Regions from separate parts of the Mus musculus genome. Here region 1 is linked to region 2. The links are chromatin contacts, called in public HiChIP or PLAC-seq maps. All regions are on one chromosome and are shown on one strand. The core of a region is the stretch at or near the end of the contact, and the rest is flanking DNA. Distances in the headings are between cores, read along the strand shown.

Region 1 (3,997 bases), core at 1,491-3,990, 240 kb before region 2:
CAGTGGGACTCTAAAACCAACTGGCCACGTGGCGCTTCATCTTGCCTGTCTAACACTTAGACACTTAGAAGGCTGTCTCTGTCTAACACTTAGAAGCACCTACCATGTACAACAACACACATTTGCCCTCATCACCTTATGGCAAAAAGAAAGCAAGGAAGACCAAAACTTGGAAGGCAGGGAAATAAGAAATCAGAAAAGAGTCCATGGGTAGGCAGAGGGAAGAAAACTAAGAGAAGTGGGTGTGGGTCAGAGGTGAGATTCCGAGAAGGCCTGGGTTAGATCCCCAGCACCTTATAAAACAGGGTGTGGTCCAGGCCTGCAATCTCAGGACTGCAAATAGAGGGAAACTCAAGGTCATTTCCTTAGGCAGTGAGTTCAAGGACAGTTTTGGCTAAAAGCCCATCTCAAAAACAACAAACAGAGATTACTACTAAAACCAATGACCTGAGTTGGACCATGGAACCCACATGGTAGAAGAGAACCAACTCAAGTCACGCTCTGACCTGCACATGTGCACTGTAGCACACACACAAAATAAATACATACGTATAATTAAATTTTTAAAAAGTAAGGAGCAAATATGACAGGAATGTCAGAAAATGACCATGTCACAGACTTCCTGGGAAGAGCTTACAAGATGTATTCCAGGATCACCAACCACCCCAAATCCATTCTAGACCTGCCACATTAACAATCAGGTGAAAATGACCAAGACATCCATAAAGCACAGAGGAGCAGATAATGCAGCCTGGTTAGAACCCAGGTCTGTTGCAGGAACTAGAGGCCATCTCATCACACCAAGAAGGTGAAGCGCAAAGACAAGAGAAGTGACTTGCCCAAGGTCACAGAGGGACATCGGTCTCCCAGCCCCCATTCCAGAGCATCCTGCTCTGCTCTAACCTCTCTCATAGCCATCGCCCCTGGGCCACCCTCACCCAGACAGGCATGGAGAGCTACGCTACATTTGTAGGTTCAGAAAAAAAGGCCAAAGATCAGTTGAATGAAAGGGTCACCCTGAGAACTGACAAAGAAGGAAGAGAGACCCAAAGAGGAATTCAAGGAGATAAAGTAGTTTAAAGAGTCAACCATTTATAAGACAATAAGAGTGGTAGAGGCCGACAGAAATTGCCCGCGGTGATGTAACTTGGTTGTTTTTTTTTTATTTTGTTTTTGGTTCTGGAGCTCAAACCCAGGGCCTATTGTATGCATGCTAGGAAATAACACTGCTACTGAGCTACCCCCAGCCCAAGACAATATAGTTTGAACAACAACATTTTCATCTTCGCACCATACCCAGGTAGAGGCTTGCAGGAATGACCTGCAAGCAACAGGGTTACTTGTTCCAATAGACTTCTGGAGGAGAAGGGATGCCTCCTTAGGAAACCCTACTTGGGGCAACACCAGAAACATCTCCCGGAGACCCACCAAGGACAAAGCTACAGGCTGAGAGAGGCCCAATCTACATACTGAATCCCCACCTATTGGACTTCCCACTGTCTCACTACCATGGCAACAAAATGGATAAAAAAAAAAAGTGCCCCCCAAGAGACCATCCCAGGGGTCCATCTGGCAGCCACTATTACCACCTTAGTTGCCAGAGCAACTCCAACCTTTCAGGAAAGGGAGCTTTAGGGTAACCTACCCCAGGCACAAAGAGATCTCTGAGATCAAGGCAGTAAGGAAGTCCTCCTATGGGACAGCCAATGCTCTGGGGGTGAGGGTGGAGGTCACAATTCCTTGGAATGCCTATATGATTGCCCAATCTTCTCTTCTTTCCCATCCTCCCAACCTTCCCAATTCTCCCTTCAGTATCCCTGCCTTTCTTATTCGTGTTAGGAGGACTCACACTACCAAGACTCAGTGCCCCCCCTTCACGAAGTAACTAGGTCTGGGATTAGGAAAACGGGGTCAGAGGTGACCAGGATTGGGGGAAAGAAAACTGAGTCACAAAAGATATGGCCTTCCCATTTCCACCCCAAAAAACGTCGGTCTTCTCAAAGCTGGGCCTCTCCCGGTTCATCTCCATTCCCCCCAGGTTCAATCCCCCGTCTCGGCAGCTACAACCCTCATTTTACCACCTACCACACCCCTTTCCCTGTTCCCAAGACCCGCAACCTGGAAACCCGGTGCTGGGCCTGTGGGGTTACTGGAGCCTTCACGCCCCACCTCGCTGCCATCTCTCCGATCCGTCCTGCCTTCTCCGCGAACCACCCGCACAGCATCCCCCGGTTTACCTCCGCCAAGTCTCCACCTCGGCGTTCCTCCCCTTTAGGCTCTGGTCCTGGCGACGCTCGGCCCCGTCAGCCCTCCTCCCAAAACCCTCCTCCCCCCACCTCCCGAGCTCGCGACTCCCAGGCCCGCGTCCCTCCTCCGGGCGGCCCCACCCCCTGAGTCCCCAGCCTCGGGCCCGGTCGTGCCCGCAATGAGGGAACGCGACCGGGAAAATAACAAATGGAGGCGGCGGCGGGAGGGGGGACCGGGAGGGGTGGGGGCGGGGAGCCGCGGGCCGGAACGGGGCGGCCCGGGCCGGCGGCAGCGGACCTTACCTGCGAGCAGCTCGGGACGGCTGGCTGGCTGCGAGTGCGGTCGGGCTCCGGCGCCTCCCGGGGACGGCGGCGGCCACTCCCCGCCCCTCCTTACAGCGCGGCTTCAGTCGCTGCCGCGGCGGCGGCGGCGGCGGCCCCGGCCCCCCCGGAGGGCGGCCCCCATGCCCGGCTCCCCGCGCAGCCCCGATCGGCTTCTCGCGCTCCTCGCCCGCCCTCCCGCCCGGAACGCGCCGCCCGCGCCCGCCCCCGCCGCACCGCCCGCCTCCGCCCGCACTCGCGGTCCCGGCGAGGCCCGCGACCCCCGACCCTCCCGCCGCTGGTGCCGCGCGCCCCTAGCCCGCCCCGAGGCCTGCCACCCCGAAACGCGTCCTGGCCCGAGGCCCCGGTCGGGCGCGGGGCTGCGGGCGGACGGACAGGCTGGGCGGCGCGTCCGGCGACTCGCACAGGAAAGCGGACGGCGGAGGGAGGGCGCTCGGGAGAGGGGGATGGGAGCAGGGAGGAAGAGGGAGAAGGAGGGAGCGCGGAGGAACGGAGGAGAGAGAGGGGCCCGGAGGAGACGCGAGGGAGGGAGCGCGCGGCAGTCGGGGGGCGGAGGATCGGGGAAGGGGAGGCGCCGGGCGAGTTGGCCGAAGCCGGCCGGGGCGCAGAGAGAGAGGGCCTCGCTGCGCAGAGCGTGGGGAGCTCGCGGGCCCCGCGCGGGAGAGGGCTGGGTGGGAGGGGCTGTGGACTGCGAAGGCAGACCTGGGGAGGCTGGAGAAGTTTGGGGACAAGAGGGGCTGTGGCAGGGGTGAAGTAGGTGGAGTTTGGGGAATTATGAAGTAGAGATTTGGATAATGGGACTGTATTGGAAAGATGGAGAGGAAGGGCCAGAAGTAGAGGCTGGAGGGGTTTAGGAGCTATTTTGGAGAGCCTACGATGGAAGTTTGTGGACCTGGGCGGGAAAGGATGAAGACGTACTAGGAGAATGGTGTTTCTGGAAGAGATAAGCGTTTAAGGCAGTGATTGGTGTTGAGAAGAATGCAAACCACAAGAATTTGGGAATGATGAAGGAAAGCTGGAGGCAAGTCCGGAGATCCCTCTGTGGGAGAGAAGGCATGAGAAGTCTCAGAAGAGGGGTGGAGGGCAGAGGATGCCTATTCTAGAGGGAGACTGGGGTGGGCTGGGTTGGTAAACATGAATGTGGGGACTTCCAATCGAACTAAGAACTATTTCCTTTGGCAAATAAAGTGGAGGAGAATGAATTAGAGAGGTCTGGAAGGAAACACAAGATAAATAGGGCTTTTGTGGCAACGTGGTGGGAGGGCCAGTGATGGGAAAAGAGAGGAGCTAGAGACGGAGGGAGAACCCTGGAGGAGTGACAGACTGGGGTCCAGGCCCTAGTGTGGAAGAGGTAACTAAGAGGTGGCACTTCACTTTTGGGCCCTTCATTTTCTCGAGGTTCCTGAACT
Region 2 (3,870 bases), core at 49-2,548:
GACTAAGCCCTAGGAGCGCCAACATGTCGAGGTCAGAACCGAGGAAGACAGTAAAGAACAGCCAGAGGGTTGGAGGGGAGCCAGGAAAGTGTGGTTTCCTAGAAGTTTGGGGCGCAGGGTTGGGGGGGGTCATGCAGGGAGAAGGGTTAGGTATGAATGGGTAGGGTCAAAGGAATTTTAAAAAAGATTTATTTATTTATTATATGTAAGTACACTGTAGCTGTCTTTAGACACTCCAGAAGAGGGAGTCAGATCTCGTTACTGATGGTTGTGAGCCACCATGTGGTTGCTGGGATTTGAACTCAGGACCTTTGGAAGCATAGTAGTCAGTGCTCTTAACCACTAAGCCATCTCCCCAGCCCCAGAATTCTCTTTATTACATCTAATTAGTGTATGTGTCACACCACTTGTTCAGGGGTCTGGTGACAACTTTCCTTCCACCATGTGGGTCCTGGGGATAGAACCCAGGTAGTCAGGCTTGGTGGCAAGCACCTTTGTCCCCTGAGCCATCTCCACGGCCCAGGTCAAGGGAGTTTTAAGAGATTAGAAAAGGGCACTCAGAAGCCTGAATCTAAGTGAGCCCGTGTAGACCATTTGGGAACAGACAAGGAGAAACTTCTAGAGGGAACAGCAGGGTGCAAAGCCCCGAGGCAGGCTTCTAGTGCCTCTGGTCTAGGAATATTCCCCAACTGCACTAAGGCTGTGCCGAAGAAATCCTTAGGAAAGAAAGCTGGAGATACCCAGAGGCAGGAATCTACGGGGGCCTCCTTGTGAGCCATAGTGAGTGTTGGATATTCTGAGTCTCGGAAAAGCTAAGTATAGCAAATGGTCTTGAACCATTTAAGGACTGTTTGGGTTGCTTCAGGGAGAATGAATTATAAGAAGGATCATAGTGAAATGAGGAATTAATCTGCTGGGGGCACTCCAATTTGCGTATGCAGTCTTCTCTCCCACCCCTCTTTGGTCCTCTCACCCACGGTCTTGAGCTGCCTTTCCACCTTTGCCAGAGTTGGGGACTCAAATGTATGGATGACTCAGAATCTCAGACTGCTTGGGGGTCAGAAATCATGAGGTCTGTGAAGCTGCGCTTAGGTAGAGGGGAAGCTTACCATCACTACCCAAAGGAGGTTGCGTCCCCCCAACCCCCTCCATCCCTGCTCCTCTTCCCAACCTTGCACCTGGACAAAAGCTGAGCTCGCAGCGTAGCAAACGAAGGGTTAAGTCGTGCGTGGCCTACAGACGTGAGAAGGAGAGGCGGAGACCAAGTGGTCCTAGTCGCCCGCCGAACCCAGCCGAGCCCGGCCGAGCCCAGCCGAGCCCAGCCGAAGCGAGCGTCTCCCGCCGCCGCCGCCGCCGCCGCCGCCCCGCGCCCCGGGCGCCCGCCCCCCTCCGGCTCCAGCTCCTCGCTGCCAGCCAAACCTCCCGACCATGCCCGGCGCCCCACCCGTTTCTGCGACCCCCCAGCCCCGCGTAGCTCCGAGCGCCTGCAGTCGTCGCGCCGCCACACCAGGCATGCAGGTGAGCGAGGGGGACCCAAAGCCCCTACCCGTAGGGAGCAGACTCTGCCCTCCCAGTGCCAGCTCCGCGTCCTTCGCCCCCCGCCCCTCCTGGCGCGGTCTCCAGCCGCCTCCAGTCTCCCAGAGCTCCTTTCCACAGTGCCCTCCATCCCTCCGCTGTCCTGACTCCATCCTACCCTCTTGGTGCAGCAGTCAACGTCTCCGCGCCTGCCACCATCCCGCCTTTAGCTCATCCTGCAGCTTCGGGCATCCTCCTGCCTCAGGTCCCCTTTCCGCTCTGGGTGCTCCCTCCAAATCCCTTGGCCGATCGTTTCCTTATTTTTCCCGGTTCGCACCGCTTTCCAACCCTATCCAGGGAGCGCAGGCCTGTGGGATTGGCGGGATTGGGGGGCTCTGCTAGAGATGGGGCCCGGTTCCCCCACCCCACCCCCAGTTCGTCTTCTGCGCACAACAGGTCGGTGAGGAGCGCGAAGGGGGTGGGGTGGCGCACCAGCTTGGGGACTGCGGACTTCCTGGAGGGGGTGACAGAGGGGTACGGGGTGTGTGAAGGGGCTGGAGTTGACATTGGTGGTGGTGGTGGGTTGTAGCCAACGAAGGGGCAGGTATGCCCTGGAGTAGCGGGCCACTGGTGTCGCCGAGTCCTTATTCGCTCCACTGGTTCGGCTACCATTTCTTTCCTCCCGTTTCTAACCTCCTCCCACTAAGCCCCCCGGCCTCTTTCCTTTCCCTTCTCTTTCACCTGGCCTCCAGCTCTGTCTCCATATCTCTTTCAATTTCAAGAAACAATTCCTAACTCCTCCATCTTTGCTGTTCTGTCCACCCCCCACCTCCGGTCCCCGTCCCTTCCTTTTTTGATTTTGCCTTCAACACCGTGTTCTAATCTGTCTCAATGACTCTCTCCCCGTCTCTGATCTCCACCGTCCTTTTCTCTTCCACTCTCTTTGCTTCTGCCCTGACCAGACCCCTCCATCCTCCTGCCTGATGCCTGTTTTCTTTTCCCTCCCTGCCGTCTTCTCTCTTCAGCATCCTTGGCCAATCTCCTGTAGCCCCTCTTTCCTCCCCATCTCCTCCCTTCCCAGCTGCTGTCTGTCCGTCTTCTCACTCTTGACCAACCTTTTCCCTCGCAGCCTTTCACCTCTCGCACCCCCCTCCCCTCCCTAGTTTATTCCCTGGGGTATTCAACACGCAGACGGAGACTAGGAATCCAGAAGACACAGGGTGTCACATGTTTCTTCTCTCTGAAGATCCCAGCCCCTCGGGCCTCACCACCCTCAGTTTGGAGACTGCACTTCCTTTCAGAACCAACCATCTAGATTCTCCTAGGACTTTTCCCCGGAGCAGCCACAGTTGAGGGGGTGGCTTCCTTTGAGCTCCACCCTCTTTCAGAATGCACCCATGCATTTGGGTGGTTAAGCATCAAGAGCAAACCCCAAAGCGTGTCCTGTAGCTTTCCTCCCACCGACTGTTTTCTCCCGCTTGTCTGAAAAGGCAGCTAGGCAGCCAGCTTCTAGGCTCCATCATAAAAGAAGTGCCTGGCGCTTCAAGAGGTGACCGGGCTTCTAGCATCCCCCCCAACACTCACTAAGATTGGCTTCCCTTCCCTCCCCCACTCAAAAACTCCCTCCCTAGCGGTAGGTGCTCAGGGAATCACAAGGTTCTTGGCTCTAAATTAAGATCCAAGAAGCCTGGAGCTGTGGGCAGAGGAAGTGAGAAGGAAGGAAGCCAAAGAGGCAAGGGTAGACAGACACTGGGGCCAGGAGGGAATGGGCCCCATCTGGGATGTTGGAGGTGGGGCAGGGGGCTAGTTTAGGGAGTTTTCCCCGAAAAGTATGCCGGGAAACACTGGCTTCTGGGAAGCAGAAGCATGGCGGGTAACTGGGCAGCCCGGGTGGGGCGGGAAGGAGCAGGACTGGTGGATAGATGAGATGGGGGAGTTCACAGGCCAGATTAGGGTGTGACACCCTCATTTTTCCCTCCAGTAAAGGCCAAAAATCTGGGTCACAGCTGAGGAAGATCTCAGATCCAGAGTGCAGAATGTGGTAAGTTTGGCCCAGCAGAGGGAGCTTGCTTGGAGACCACTTTCCCTGGGGGATTGGGCCCTTTCCTGCCTAGGCCAACTTGGGGCCTATTAAGGACTGGCCCCTTGGGAAGAGACAAAATGGGGCCAGGGTCTTCCTAACACACCTGCTCAAGCAGAGAAACCTGGAGGGAGGTACCCAAGACTCCTGGTGCAAACCTACCCTTTTCTACATGAGCCATCGCCTGGGTCTCACCTGCTTTTTCTCCCTTCCTATAGGTCTGCTCAACTGCTGTCCCAACTCCTCCCTCTCTGGCCACTGCTGTTGCTGTCCGT

Evidence for each region. HiChIP or PLAC-seq counts read pairs in DNA pulled down with a chosen protein or histone mark.
Region 1: a contact with region 2 is called in an HNF4G HiChIP or PLAC-seq map of pancreatic cancer cells. The contact joins the promoter of Atn1 here to the promoter of Pianp in region 2. A contact is called at or near these places in 13 of 39 promoter capture datasets (the C10 cell line, the HPC-7 cell line, embryonic stem cells and 8 more), 4 of 484 Hi-C or Micro-C datasets (cerebellum and embryonic stem cells), 8 of 115 datasets of contacts at active chromatin or transcription factors (the SCID.adh cell line, embryonic stem cells, epiblast stem cells and 3 more) and 3 of 9 other capture datasets (adipose tissue, liver and pancreatic islet).

Annotation. Positions count from the first base shown.
Region 1 is chr6:124,753,747-124,757,743 of GRCm38.p6, forward strand. Atn1 (atrophin 1) reads right to left here and starts at 2,741. Exons shown (of 10, transcript NM_007881.4): 1 at 2,550-2,741.
Region 2 is chr6:124,995,422-124,999,291 of GRCm38.p6, forward strand. Pianp (PILR alpha associated neural protein) reads left to right here and starts at 1,299. Exons shown (of 6, transcript NM_175696.4): 1 at 1,299-1,518; 2 at 3,497-3,556; 3 at 3,814-3,870. The coding sequence starts at 3,552. It also overlaps a transcript of Cops7a not described here.